Linked DNA regions of Sus scrofa: region 1 is linked to region 2. The links are chromatin contacts, called in public HiChIP or PLAC-seq maps. All regions are on one chromosome and are shown on one strand. Each heading gives the region's core, a stretch centred on a gene start, on an enhancer-like site or on the middle of the called end of the contact. The rest is flanking DNA. Distances are from core to core; before and after follow the strand shown.

The links. HiChIP or PLAC-seq counts read pairs in DNA pulled down with a chosen protein or histone mark.
Region 1: an H3K27ac HiChIP or PLAC-seq map of skeletal muscle shows a contact between it and region 2, with 6 times the contacts expected there. The contact joins two enhancer-like sites. A contact is called at or near these places in 2 of 2 datasets of contacts at active chromatin or transcription factors (alveolar macrophages and skeletal muscle).

Annotation. Positions count from the first base shown.
Region 1 is chr14:81,479,002-81,485,608 of Sscrofa11.1, reverse strand. All of the region lies in intron 3 of ZMIZ1 (zinc finger MIZ domain-containing protein 1), which reads right to left. Among named protein-coding and RNA genes, the nearest start is that of ZMIZ1, 73 kb to the right of the region's middle. Within about 2 kb of position 2,723, at least 57 of the 83 cell types and tissues checked have an H3K27ac peak or open chromatin away from gene starts, as enhancers often do. A contact at or near this core is called in skeletal muscle, where this site is marked.
Region 2 is chr14:80,915,554-80,922,668 of Sscrofa11.1, reverse strand. The region is part of intron 6 of LOC102163764 (a long non-coding RNA gene); the gene reads right to left. Among named protein-coding and RNA genes, the nearest start is that of RPS24, 450 kb to the right of the region's middle. Within about 2 kb of position 4,643, at least 13 of the 83 cell types and tissues checked have an H3K27ac peak or open chromatin away from gene starts, as enhancers often do. A contact at or near this core is called in skeletal muscle, where this site is marked.

The DNA.
Region 1 (6,607 bases), core at 1,474-3,973, 560 kb before region 2:
GCAGGGCCACCCATGGGCTCCATGTGAACCCAACCCATTTCCGTGGGCCTCAGAAGCTGGGGCCTCACCTGCCTGCAGGTGGATATGTCATGGGAGTAGAGAAGTTAGTGTCCTGGCCCAGTGAGGGGGAAGAGGCTTGAACAGAGGCCCTAAGCCTGGGACACAGACTATGGGAGGCCACAGCATCCCAGTCTCTCAGGGCTGCTTGGCAAACAGGCAACTCAGCAAGCAAACAGGCCAGAGAGTGTGCAGCACTTCTCCAGGCTGCGGCCCCACCAGGAACAAAGGCCTCTTGTAGCTCAGCGTCAGGGAGGAGTGCAAATGGGAGGCGGTCTGGACCAACTGGGGCCGGGCCTTGCCTGAGATCACCCCAGGGACAGGGACAGAACTGGGATCCAGGTCTCCTGTTTGCTCCGTGGGCAGCCCCAGGGCCTGCTGTGCTGGGAAGGTGGGACTGCTCATTCAGGCAGGGACTGACCTTGGCCTCACCTTGGCTGTCCAGCACAGGACAGTGACGACATGTTTATACTGGTCCAATCAAACAGGCCCTGACAGGGTTCTGTGGGGGCCCAGCCTGATGCTCTACCTGGAAGCAGCCAATCTTGGGAGGGACTAGGTCAAGGAGGCTAAAGCCTCAGGTCTGTGGGCCTAACGTGAGCAGGATGGAAAACAGAAGCCAGACTTCAGCCTGCTGTGTGGCCAGGGCATGAGTTACCAGCAAGAGTTACTAAGATGGCCACGGCACAGTAGTGAGCCTCCCAACCCTGGATGCATGCAAATGAGGTTGGGCACACACAGACTTTAAAATCATCCCTGCCCAGAATTCACATTCAGCCGTGGGTGGCAGGATGCCTGGCCTGCGTCACTGGCTCAACCACTGGTCACCCCACTTCCGTTCCTTAGCTGGATAGGAGTTTTCCAGCTGTTATCAGAATGGCCTTGAGCTCCTGAGCTCCAGGCTGAACACCCTTAAGTCCTCTCACAACAGAGACAAGGTCCAACCAGGCTCTGTGCGGCCCCAATGCCAGTTCTCTGTGCCCCTCATCCCAAGCACCTGGTGGAATTGGCCTTGGCCCATCCAGGGAAAGTACACCTAAGCCTCCCCAGAACCCAGGGCAGCCTGTGGGGTCGGTTGCACCCTCATCCCCACGCAGTGGCTGCCTCTCCCTGGGCCTCAGCTCAGGTCGGACCCCCGGCCCACCCTGAGATGCCAGCTTAGCAGTGAGAATCTCCAGGGCCAGGGATGTGCTTTTTACTTAAGCACAGACTGGCACAGACTTGACTTGGTTGCCAGGAAATGTTTGTCAAAGGAACGAGAGAGAGAGAGAGAGAGAGAGAGAGAGAGAGAGAAAGTAGCGGGGAGGGAGGGGGACAGACAAACAGACATTTGAACTCAGGCAGGTTCTCAGAACTGTGGTCCCCAAAGGCTACCAGAGCCCTCCTCCTCTGCCAGGCCCTCTCTGGTTATAAAGTGCAGACCGGGTAAACATGGAGAAAGGGTGAGGGAGGCCCTGAGCTGTGTTCCAGGGCTCCGCTGCCTCAGCTGTCTCAGAGAAGGCCCCCAGATGTCCGGGCTCAGGGTGTCTGCACTCTGCCCACATCTGCTCTGGAAGCCCAGCTCCATCCCACCTCCCTGGAGGACAGGGACTCTTGTATCAACTACTTGGTCCATGAGGGACTCAGTGATGCCCCTCACCTTCTCTGGCATCCCCTTCCTAACACAGAGGTTTCATTCTCCTGGAATGGCAGTGGGGTGGGACACGGCTGCCACACGGTCTTTGCAACGAAGGTGATCCTGCCTATCCAACAGGAGGAAAATAAGTCACAGGTGTGAGATCCACAGAAGTTCTAGAAGACCCGTGTGCTGACAACCCTAACCCTTTGCCCAGCCCAGGTCCTGGCACACAATGGGTGCTAATACCTCTCTGACGGATTAATCAGTGGCCTGCTGGATGCACGATGACGATGGGCTGATCTGGGCTCTCCTGCTGAGGGGCCAGGACTCAGCAGCACACAGCAGGGGACACCAGAGGCAGTGGCTGCTTCCACGTGCATCCCTCTCTGGCCAGGGCTCGGCCTTTTTGAGCTGCCTCTGGACAGAGGATGCATTTTAGGCTGGATGTGTTCTCTGTAGTTAGTAAACCCAATACCTTTTCTTGACAGATGGAGTTGGGGGAGGTCTGGGGAGTGTGTATGGGGGGGTGCGGTCAGAAGCAGGGCCCTTCCTCAGGCCAGGCCTCCCCCCACCAAATCCAGAGGCCCAAGAACTCCAGGACCCAGCACAGGGCTGCCCTCTGTCCCCAGAGATCCTTATGTCCACTCCCATCCCCCACCAGTGCGGCCCCCTCCCCTGGCTCCCTGTCTCAGCCTCCTGGCTGCAGCCGGCCTGAACTGCTTACTTAGACAAACAGGGAAAGCAGCCACGTGACTGGCTAAGGTTTCCTGGACCAGGGAGACACACACACACACACACACACACACACGGCCAGGGTCAGGTGGTCATGCGGCCCAGCAGGCTCAGGTTTCCATGTGTCTGAAGGACAAGTGACCAGGCCTGCCTTTCTTCACCCAGAAGAATGCCTTCTCCAAACACTTGTTTTCTGCCTCCTGGCCGCGTCAGGGCCATGTGGATGGGAAGAGCGCAGGGGGAGGGGGAGGAGGGGAGAAGGAGGGGGAGGAGCATGCGCCAGCCCTCAGCCCTGGCCTGATCTGGTGTTTTCCTTCCGCCCTCCCCACCCAGAGGGCAGATGCCTGCTGGGAAACCGTGGCCGCCCAGCCGCTGACGCTGATGCTGATGCTGACGCTGACGGCAGGGAGAATCCCAAAGCCCAGGGCTGGACGTGGGCAGCAGGGGAGCTGGGGCTCCGAGGGGAGTCTTCCAGGGAGTCAGCCAAAGGCCTGTCAGGACCTGGTACCCAGAGCAGTGATTTTTGCAGCCTGAGTCCATGGCCTGGCCCCGGGGGGCATCCAGGGTGGGAGAAAGGGGAGGAGAGGGGTGTTTAGTCCAACCTGGTACAGCAGCTCTGCCTTTGGTTTGTGGTTTGGGAAAGGTCTGGGGGCCAGGGTCCCGAGGCCTCTTCCAGCTTTGGGGGTCTGGGCCTCAGATCTTTCCCAGAAGGCAGGTCTGTTCATCTTCACAGCCCTGAGATGAGCCGTCTAAAGGAGAAGAAGGAGGCCCCATCTCTTGACAGGCAGGGCTGAGACAGGGATTCTGGGGGAGGGGGGGTGGCCACCAGCTCTGTGAGGGTCTGTGGCTGGTACCCACCCTGGCCTGGCCTCAGGCCTGACCGCCACCGCCCCAGTGGCACAGACACCTGCTACAGAGGCACCTCAGGAAGGCCACAGAGATATGAAAGGTGTGGCCAAGCGTTCTCAAATGAAAGCCAATTCCTGCCAGACCCCTTGCTAAACCCTTTTTCAAATACCATCCCGCTGAATCCTCACAACCCTACAAGGTAGGTAATGTCACCCCATTTTACAGAGGAGGGACTAGCAACCAGAAAGTCACATCATTAGTAAGGGGCCGGTCAGGATCTGCACCCTGAGAGTTCACTTCTAGCACCCATGCCCTTAAGCAGTTCCCATTGTACCAGGGCCTGGGCCCCCAGCCTCGGGCCAGGCCTGTCCTCCACAGCATCCTTGACAAGGTTTCCCAGGGCCAGGTCCTGGGTTCCGGAGGGATGCTCCCGGAGCCAGCCCACCTCTCATCCTGTCTGTCCCGGGCACCCATGGAAGCTGCCTTAACATGTGGCATCAGTGAAGGTCTACAGGGTGAGAGGAAGGCGGTGGAGGGGTGAGAGAGGAGAAACGGTGGGGAAGGAGAGACATGGGGTCCAGACAATGAGAGACAGAGCAAGAGAGGGCTGGGTTGGGGGTGAGAGAGGGTGGAGGAAGAAAGGCAAGGAACAACAGAGAGAGAGGAAGAGCAAAAGAGAAAGAAGGAGTGATGGAGAAATGGAAAGAGAAGGAAGATGGGGGAGTGACCGCAAGAAAGAAGATGGGAGGGAGGGAGGAGGGAAGCAGAGGAGGGGAGACACAAAGCTAGAAAGAGCAGAGGGAAACAGGAGAGGAAGAAGGAATAGCTGCACGAAGAAGAAGGGAAGGAGTAAGGAGAGGAGGTGGGAACAGTCCACAGGGAAGGAGCCGGGGATGAAGGAAGCAGGAGCAGAGGAAGACAGACAGGGAGGCAGACAGGGGTCAGGGAGGGAGCGGGCCTCGGAAAACCGAGAGACGGAGGGCAAGCAAACCCGCCCACCCTGAACATTAAATACCTAACAGGAGATGACAAATCAAATGGGAATTACCGCGGTAAAAACATAATTAGAAACTTGATTGAAGTTAAACAGAATTTACATAACACTGCAAATTAACTTTACACGAAACTATTCACTGGGAAGGCAATGAAAAGGCATTTCATTAGTAATCTATATTTAAACAATAGGCACAATGGAGCTTTCTGATGTGGAACTTGGTGCCTTCAACCCGAGAGACTGCCAAAGGCTGCTGGAGAACAGAAGGCAGTGGATATTCCAAGAGGAAGTGGGCAGGGTCCAGGATGGGATCCCTGGGCCAGCGAATGGGGTGTGGGGGTGGGTGGACACAGTGGGCCAGATCAGATTCTGCTATGGGCTCTTCCCTTGACTTGCTGTGTGGTGCTGGACAAGTGTCTTACCTTCTCTGGGCTTCCGTTTCCTCATTTACAAAATGAGGACTCTGGAGAGGTGGTGTACATGAAGGTGCCTGTAGGTGCGGCTATTCTAGGAGAGCCTGGGAGATGGTAGAAGGCAGCAGTAACAGTGTGGGCTTGGGGTGCAGATGGACCCTGCTCAGGGTTCCACCCTGCCACTTAGTAGCTGTGGCCTTGTGCCAACTTCCTCTTGGGTCCTGGTTTACCCATCCATTCAATGGAGATAAGTCTACTCCCGCTTGATGTTGTCACCCGGGCCGTGGAAGGATTTAGGGAGAGATTGAGTGGGGGCAGGCTTAAAGAAAAGTGAGTCTAAAGGCACGGGATTACTTGTCCCATCCGCCTGGCACACTAATTAGATTACCCAAGCCTCCTGCCACCCGCCTGCCATGTAGGCTGAGCCATGCATCATCAGAGAGGTTTCCTGTGGCTCCCCCAGTCCCTGATATGCAGTCAGAGACATATCTCCCCAAGGGACTGGCGGCGGCGGGGGGGGGCGGGGAGGCATCACCAAGTCCCTGCCTGGTTCCACCCCAAACGCAATATGGAGAAGTCTCCTGGGCCTTTGTCACATCCCAAGTGCATTAGGCTGTGTTCACTGCAGAGGGGCAGAGGGGCAGAGGGGCTGGGCTAGCCCCCTATAGCCCACTGGCTGGCCACTCCCCACTCCCCTGGCACCTCCCATCCTGCCTCCGAGGCCCTGCTGAGCCCCTGCCCAGGCTCTGGGCAGCGGCTCCTCTCTGCAGCCTTCCCTGACCGAGCCGGTGACCATTCTCTCTACTGAGAGCTGAGTGCAGAGTGTGAAACATCACAGATGCATAAAGGCGGATGCTTCCTCACCCGAACACGTACACACTTGCCCACCAGAGGCAGTGAGCTGCTCTGCTCTAACGGTGAGTAGGCAGCTCTGACACATGCTCCTAGCCCAGGAAGTTTCTACAGTTTCTTTTAAGATAGAGGATCCAGGCAGTGCTTAGAGATTCAGTAGGAGGCTGATGGGTTTCCTTCCCCCTGCAGACAGTTCATGAGCTGTCGCCTCCAGCCCCCTCTTTTCAGACAAGTGCTCCAGGCAAGGGGGAGGTCTCCTGGGCCCAGGGGCCCCAAGGGGGTGGTGGGAGGTCAGGAGAGGCAGGCAAAATTTCTTAAAAGAAAGTGCAAAGTATGCAGACATAGGGCAAGAGGCTTAGCTGAGACCAAGGAGTGCAGGACTCAGTGACAAGGGAGGGTCCCTGGATATGGGCTTACCCAGAGCCCAGCCAGATATCCATGGGTACTGGCTTCTCCGAGGCCACAGGTGAAGAGCTGGGAGCTGTTCTGGTCCCCCCTCCATCTCCACCAACCGTCTCCAAATAAGGCTCCTTTACTGAGGTCTCTGAGCCTTTGTTATGCTGTTCCCTCTACCTGGAGTATCCTTTCCCTGATTTGCCAGCAAAATCTTCCTGATCCATGAAGAGCCTGTTCCCTCAGTTCTCCTCCTCCCTCCTCAGCTGTACCTTCTCCATCTCCTTTACTGCCTCCGCCCCATCCTCCCTCCCTCTAAGGGCTGGATGCCCCGTGACTCAGACGCAGGCTTCTGATCCGCTCTATCTGCACTCACTCCCAAGATGACCTCATCAGCCCCATGGCTTGCAACACCATTGTACACGACAGCTCCCACATTTATATCTGCAGTCGGGACCTCTCTCTGTCTCCCAGACTCATATATCCAACTGCCTTCTCAACCTTTCCACTTGGATGTCTCAAAGGCATCTCCAACTTAGCATGTCTAAAACACATCTCTTCAGCTTCGCTCAGCCCTCCCTGCTCTCATTCCTGGCTGAGTGAAACAGCCACCTTGGTTCTCCTAGGGGGCTCCTGTCCCAAACCCAAAAAGAGCCTTCCAGGACCGTCCCCTCTTCTCTCATCCTCCACTTCTAATCC
Region 2 (7,115 bases), core at 3,394-5,893:
ATTTGACACTGCATCTACTCAAAGTCCTTGCTGCTCCTTGCATGTTCTTGTCAAGCTGTCCAGAGGCAAGAATGCAGAATGTGAAGTGTTGGCAGCAGACAGCCTGAACCAATGAAGCCAAGTGTCAACCCAGGAGTCTCATCTCGACATAAGGGTAGGGTCTTCCCAGATATGAAGGCATCATGGCTCAGCTGGCTGGACCACTTCTGCTTTTTCACACAGATTTCACGAGCTATTGCCCTGTACTCCTGGTGACCTAGAGACCACAAGGATGCATGAGGGGCACACCATGCTTGCCTGAACCACTGAGAGCCATGATGAACAAGAACCCCTTCCCTCCCAAGGTGACTTTCTTCATGATTAGCTTCACAAGCCAGCTCTCCTAAATATGGGTGAAGGGTCTCATCAAAGGTAGGGACATTGGTTAGGACATCCAAGAAGCTGCCAAGAGTCAAGGCAGCAGCACCACTGTCTTGCTGCTGCGGGAGCAAGGAAAGGAGAATGTAATTCAACTTGGGGGTGGTTAATGGAAGGTTTTCCAGATGATGGGAAGGTGAAGATTAATTCTGAAACACACATGGATGTTACACACACGGGAAGGGCATTGGAGGCAGCGGTGAGGTGAAAGACAGCACTGATCATTCACCGACTACAAACAGTTGGATCTGACTGCAGTAGAAACTGGAGAGGGGCTGGAGGAGACAGGAGGGGCAGCAGTGGGGGAGGCTGGGGGGCAGGCAGAGGCCAATCGTGACAGTCCTTTCAAGCCACACCGAGGAGTCGGAGCTGGATCCTGAAGACAGGGAGGTATAAGGAGAGTTTTGAGTGAGGAGTGGTGTGCTCTGAGGTGGGTTCTAGAAAAATCACTTTGGGAGCTGGTGGGAGATGTTGGTTCCTGGGAGCTAGTCTTAGTTCTGTGGCCAAAGGCTGTCCCTCTAATGAAGTGCTAATTTCCAAATGGTCAGTCACACTTTGGGACGCTCTGAGCCCAAAGACCCCAGCCTCAGCTATGCTTGTATGAATGCAGGGGTCCACCTAGGAGTGGGGCCAGCCTGCCTTCTTGAAAAGAAGCAGTAATTAAAAAGCAATTCGAAGACATCAAGGATCCCACAAGCTTTGTTTATTTTTGTGTGCCATTAAAATCCTCAGAAAGAGAAGCCAAGCCTTTCAGAACCACTACTCATGCCTGGATTGCTGCGAGTCTATGGGAAGTCCCTGACTGGGATGCGTGGGTGATAGTTTCAGAGGGACAGAATATGAGCCAGCCTGAGGAAGTGGGCACACAGGCTTGAAGGAGTTCTGAACACAACTGCCCAGCTCAGGGTCCCCAGAGCTGCAGCAACAGCCAATTCAACTCTGCCAGCATGACAGAGAGCACCTACTGTGAGCAGAGACCTTTAGACAAATGGCTGCAAAACCAGGGAGCTTGGAGCAGAGGGTGGGGAGAAAGGGCCATTTTGCCGCATGTGCTTTTGGGAAGGGAAGACCTGCTCAGCCTCTCAGGAGGGATCAAATTAGGCTTCTCCACATGCATTTATAACAAATTCTGCCCTTGAGTTCCCACTAGAGGAATCCAAGCATCAGATCCCCATTCCCCTAACCCATGTCTTTCTGGAACAAAAATTCCTGATACTTTAAGCTGCCATGTGTGGTAGGCAGCTTCTGAGATGGCGTCTCACATCACCAACTCATGTAGCACCTGTGTGTGGTCTCCTCTACACCTACCACGGTTGGTCTATGTGACCAATGATATCCACTGGAAATAAGTAGGTATAAGAGACACCTGGCATCTTGACCATCCCCCTTCTGTCTTGATCACTTGTCCTGAGGGAAGCGAAGGCTACCCTATGGACAACCCACATCAGGAGGAACAGAAGCCTGCTGCCAATACTCACCAGAGTGAGCCAGTCCAGCTTTTAAATGACTATAGCCTTGGCTGACACCGTGACAGCAGTTTCATGAGAGACCCTACCTAACCTAGAACTGCCCTGTGCCACTGCTCTCAGGAGCCTGACCCTCAGAAAGTTGGGGGGAACTTGTCACCAGCAATGGGTAACTCTTGGAAGATTTTAATATCTAAAACATGGGTTTAGAGACAGAGACCTGGATCTGAGTCCACACCAACCTCGTGATCTTGGTCAAGTTACTGAACCTCAGTGACTCAGTATTTCTACTCCTAAAGTGGAGGTAATTATAGCGCCTACCTCAAAATGGTGTGCTGAACAGATCAGTTAATAGGTGTAGTGCAATTAGCCCAGGGCTACGGGTTCAATAACCAGTACCAAATACCATTATCCCTTTTCCAGCTTCTTCTCCCAATCACAACAAACTCATTTGCAGGCTCTCTGTGTGGCTGCTTCTGCTGGACACTCTTTCCTCCATCTCTCCACCTGTCACCCTCACTCATCCGGGCTCACTCCAGTGTCTCCTTCACTCCACCCTCAATTCCTTTAGGTAGATGATCACCCCCTCCTCTGGGTTCCCGCCATGCACTGCAGACTGTCCTCGTGTTTTTGTTTTTGTTTTTTTTAAATCTGATTTTATTGTCATTTTTCTTGGGCTGCAAGAGCATTTTTGTCCTCAGGGGAATGCACATAGTAGGCATTTGGGAGAAACACATTAACTGAATGGCTCTCTTGGTTTTATGTAATGATGCTGGGAGGGAAGGGGGGCTGCTGTGCTGCTGCTGCGAACATTCCCTTGCAGCCTCCAGCGGCTATAATTAGGGTGGTGTTTTTCTCTCCCATGTGTGTGTTTCCTTTTACCACCACAGACAGCTCTTGCTATTTCGTCCAGTTCCTTTTTGAATATTATCTTTTGTTTGCTTTTATTTTATCTCTTTTCACAATGTCATCTCCCCTTTCAACCTTATCTTTTAAATAGAAGACAGCAAGTGCCTGTATAATGGAGACCGTAAACACCCACCTTCGTTAAAGCAGTTGACACAACTTCACTCCTCCCATTTGAGGTCCCAACCTGGTCCAGGTTAATCCCTTCATCTGAAGTCAATCTATAGTGACTTCCAAATCCTTGTGCCACCTCTCCGTCCTTACCCTGGATGCAGAGAACACCACCCAGTGGTGGCACCATGACACATGGCTTCTTCACCCCAGGACAATTCTGCTTCTCAGAGAGGAAGCTGGAGCTCTAAGAGGCATGGCCTCAAACACACACCAGGCTCCTGTTCCATGCAGACCACATGCTCCACACCAAATGAGAATGCCAGAGTCACTCACCTTGGGCTTTGGTCCAGGCGCCATCTCTAACTCACCGGGGACACAGGACACACAGCCTGCCTCCATGTCCCTGTTTCTTCATCTATATGCTAGGGACAATGACACCACCCTCTTGATGGTTCGCCTGATATTTCTCGGGTGCAGATGCTGAGTCCCGCTCTGTGCAAGGTTCAGCATCTGCCTAGGGGAGACACTTCTCCATGTTCAGGGGCCTCTCAGTCAGATCCTCTGCAACATCTCAGATCCTCTGCAAGAAGACGGCAAGAGACGTCGATCGCATTGACTAGAAATACAGAGGACACAGGAGAACAGGGAAGAGGGACAGCCAGCCATGGCAGGAGCACTCAGAAAAGGCGTCGGGAAGTGGCAGCAGCAAAGCTAAGCACAGACTGAAAAGATGAGGAAGAGGTGAGCAGGAGGTGGTGCGGGCAGACGGCTGAGGACCAGCAGAGTGGACTCTGCATAGGCATCTGTCTGCCAGTGCACAGGGCAGAGCCAGTGGGACGAGACAACAGCACTGTGGTGTTCCAAGTCCATGAAGCAGGAACAGGGAGGCTGAGAGGGAGCCCCGAGAGCCGGGCCCGAACTGGAACACAGGACAAGGATAACACAGGTGAAAGTGCTTTGCGAACTCTGATGTGAGGGCCACTGTTTGTTCCAGAACACTTTCCTTCCCAGCTGCCATAGCCTATTCTCACAAAAACATGCTGAAACCAGCACCTTTAAAAAAAAAAAAAAATCATACTTCCTACAGATTTGCAGAGGACAATCAAGTATGTGAATGTTCACAAGTTGTCGTATAATCAAATGATTGGTGATTTTCTTTCTCATTTTCCTTTCTTTCCGAAGCTATGTTTCTACTGATTTCATGTTTCAGGAACATAAACACCACTTCTCCATTTTGGGGACTAAATCAGGAGGTACCCACTTAATTCCATTATCCAAGAAACAAAATCACTCCCCCTCCAGCCAGTCCTGCAAGCCAATCACCTGCACAGGAGATGAGAAAGGAAATTACTCTGTTTTTCTCTTGCTTTTTTTTTCCCTAACTAGTGGTATTTGAGAAAATTAAGTATGTTGTGCTTCCTATTCAGGGTCCAGGTCCTCAGACAGAGCTGGAAATGGAAGAGGAGAATGTTGTTTGGTTCCAGTGGCAAATATTTCATAGCATCCTTCAGCCCCTATGAATAGCTTTGTAGACAAAATAACACATTTTGTTGTGACACCACCTTAAATATTTTTACTCAGGTAAGACAGAGCACTGTAAATAGTGCCTGTTTATCACCCCAGTGGAAATTTCACTTTTCTTGCTGGGACTAAGAAAGCAGGAAGCCTCGCCCCAGTAGTCCAGGGCCCTTGGCCTGAGTCCTGGCTTTGTACATGGTCTGACCTCAGGCATAGACTCCCGGGTCAAGTGAGGACAGCTGTAGGCAGTACAAAGAGCACTGGACTTAGAAGTGGACAGACTGCATTTGAACCACAACTCTGCTGTTTACAAGCTGTGACTTTAAGCAATGTACTGAAATTTTTCTGAGCTTGAGTTTTCTCATTTTGTCAAGTAGGGATAATGCCACCCAGTGTGCTGGATGACTGCACTAAGTGAAAGAATGAGATGGCACGTAGAAAGGGCTGACATGGTGCCCAGCACATGGGGCTGCAACATACAGTGCAGTGGTTTCTGCCCCGCCCAAAGATGCCCAGCCAAGGAACACGTGGTGCTGACATTCTGCCTCGCTTTTTAAACTTGCTGGTCACTCATACAGGGTTCTTTAAAGCAGTTCTTCTACCCAGAGAACCTGTGGATGATTCACCGCACAGAGAAAGCTGCTTCGCCATTTACACAAAGGTGCCATGCTGGCAGAGGGGCCCCGGAGCACAGGAGGTACATCTCCAATCCACTCTGCTGGTTTTCCTCCCCGCCTCCGCCCGCCAAAGACTATCAGCCTCAGCTACATATGTGTGCAAAACCACGCTGCACACCATGTCCTGAAGCAGCCCAGCTCATCTTTAGATATCTCTCTTGTAAAGCATGATCTCACAGTTTCAGTTTTGCCAGAAAAGAGTTCTGGAGGTGGATGACTTAAAAATGGTTAAGTTGGGAGTTCCCGTCATGGCTCAGTGGAAACAAATCTAACTAGCATCCATGAATACGCGGGTTTGATACCTGGCCTTGCTCAGTGGATTAAGGATCTGGGATTGCCATGAGCATGAGCTGGCATGTAGGCATAGATGTGGCTCAGATCTCATGTTGCTATGGCTGTGGTATAGGCCAGCAGCTACAGCTCTGATTTGACCCCTAGCCTGGGAACCTCCATACGCCCGGGTGCAGCTCTAAAAAGACAAAAAAAAAAAAAAAAAAAAAAAAGGAAAGAAAGAAAGAAAAAAGGTTAAGTTGGTAAATTTTAAATTATGTGTATTTGACCACAATTTAAAGCAATAAATTCTTTAAATTATTAAAACATTCAACTATTTTTTAGAAAGACTCTAGCTCCATTTTGTGCTGAGAGGCAATAATCTGACACGTGGCATGGCAAGGGAGCAGGGACTTGCCCTCTGAGAGACAGAACTGAGTCCCTCTGCGGGCTGGGGAGCAGGTTGGGGGGTGGTAGTATTTTTTTTACGTTTGAGCTAAAATCTATTTTCACGTAACTTTTCTCCATGGTGGTCTTTTGGGCCCCAAAGAACAAATATCATGGGGCTACTTTAGCATATTAGTTAGGTTAGGTTAGTATGTGCTATGCTCCAGGAAAGAAAAAAAAAATCTTGGGGGCTTAACAGAGCAAAAATATCTCTTCTCCCTCACACTGTGAATTATATGTGGGTGTTTGGGGGAGGGGCATACCTCTGCAAGACCCTCACCCAGGGAGTCTCACTGTGTGGGCCACTGTTCCAGGTCCTGGGGTCAGTCGAGCCGTGGGCCAGAATCCCACACAGGACTTTCCCTGCAGCAGCCAGCAAGGGGCACGCTTCCCTCTGATGGGCTTTTCCTTGGCCAGTCACATGACCCTGCCCACTTACAAGGGGACCGGGAAATGGGGGAGAAGGAAGCAGACGACCAGGCCAGGGAGCATTATTGTCTCTGTGACTTTCCTGACTTGGGGTGGACAGGGTGCTGTCCTCGGGCCCTGGTGCTGGTCTGAGGTCAGGCAGACAACCCCTTTCCCACTTCCAGGACTCGATTTTCCCATCGGAAAACAGAGTTACAAATTACCACCCTGGCTACAGATGGAGGACAGAGCTTGGGTGTTCCACACCCCGTGTTTCTCCAACACGTGTTCCCGGGGGGCGTGCAGCATCGGAAAGCACAGCTGGGAAAAACCCCAGAGGATATATGGGAACATGTGAAAAAGAGAAATCCATCCAAGAAATCAGGGCCCCTTTTCAAATGTTTGGCCCTAGATCCCTCCAAAGCAAATTATGGGGACGAAGGGAGGCCACATTTCTGTTCCTATTTTACCCGAGCCTGTGATGCCTACAGAATCGCCCCGCTTTTAATAGCGCCTAGGGTGGGAGGAAAGGCCTGGTCTGTGGCCACAGAGAGAACTTTTGTCTCCAGGGGTGTCTGACCTGCCTCCATCCTGAGGATTACCGTAACTTTTTAATTAAGGCAAAGTTTGTAAGGAGTTTGCTCTTTTGATGTGGCAGCTGTAGCTGGAAAACAGACCTACGTTTAAGACTTTACTGCCTGCCGATGGCTCAGCAGCCTGCCACCCACATATCAGAGCCCACACCCCATAAACAGCCCAGATCATGTTTCTTCAGAGCAGGGTGTGTGAAAGGGGCCTGGGACCACCATGACATGGAAGGACCACCTTTGCTGATAATCTCGTGGGACCGACCACACAAGGGTCCCACTGCCCAAATGGGGACAGCGTTTAG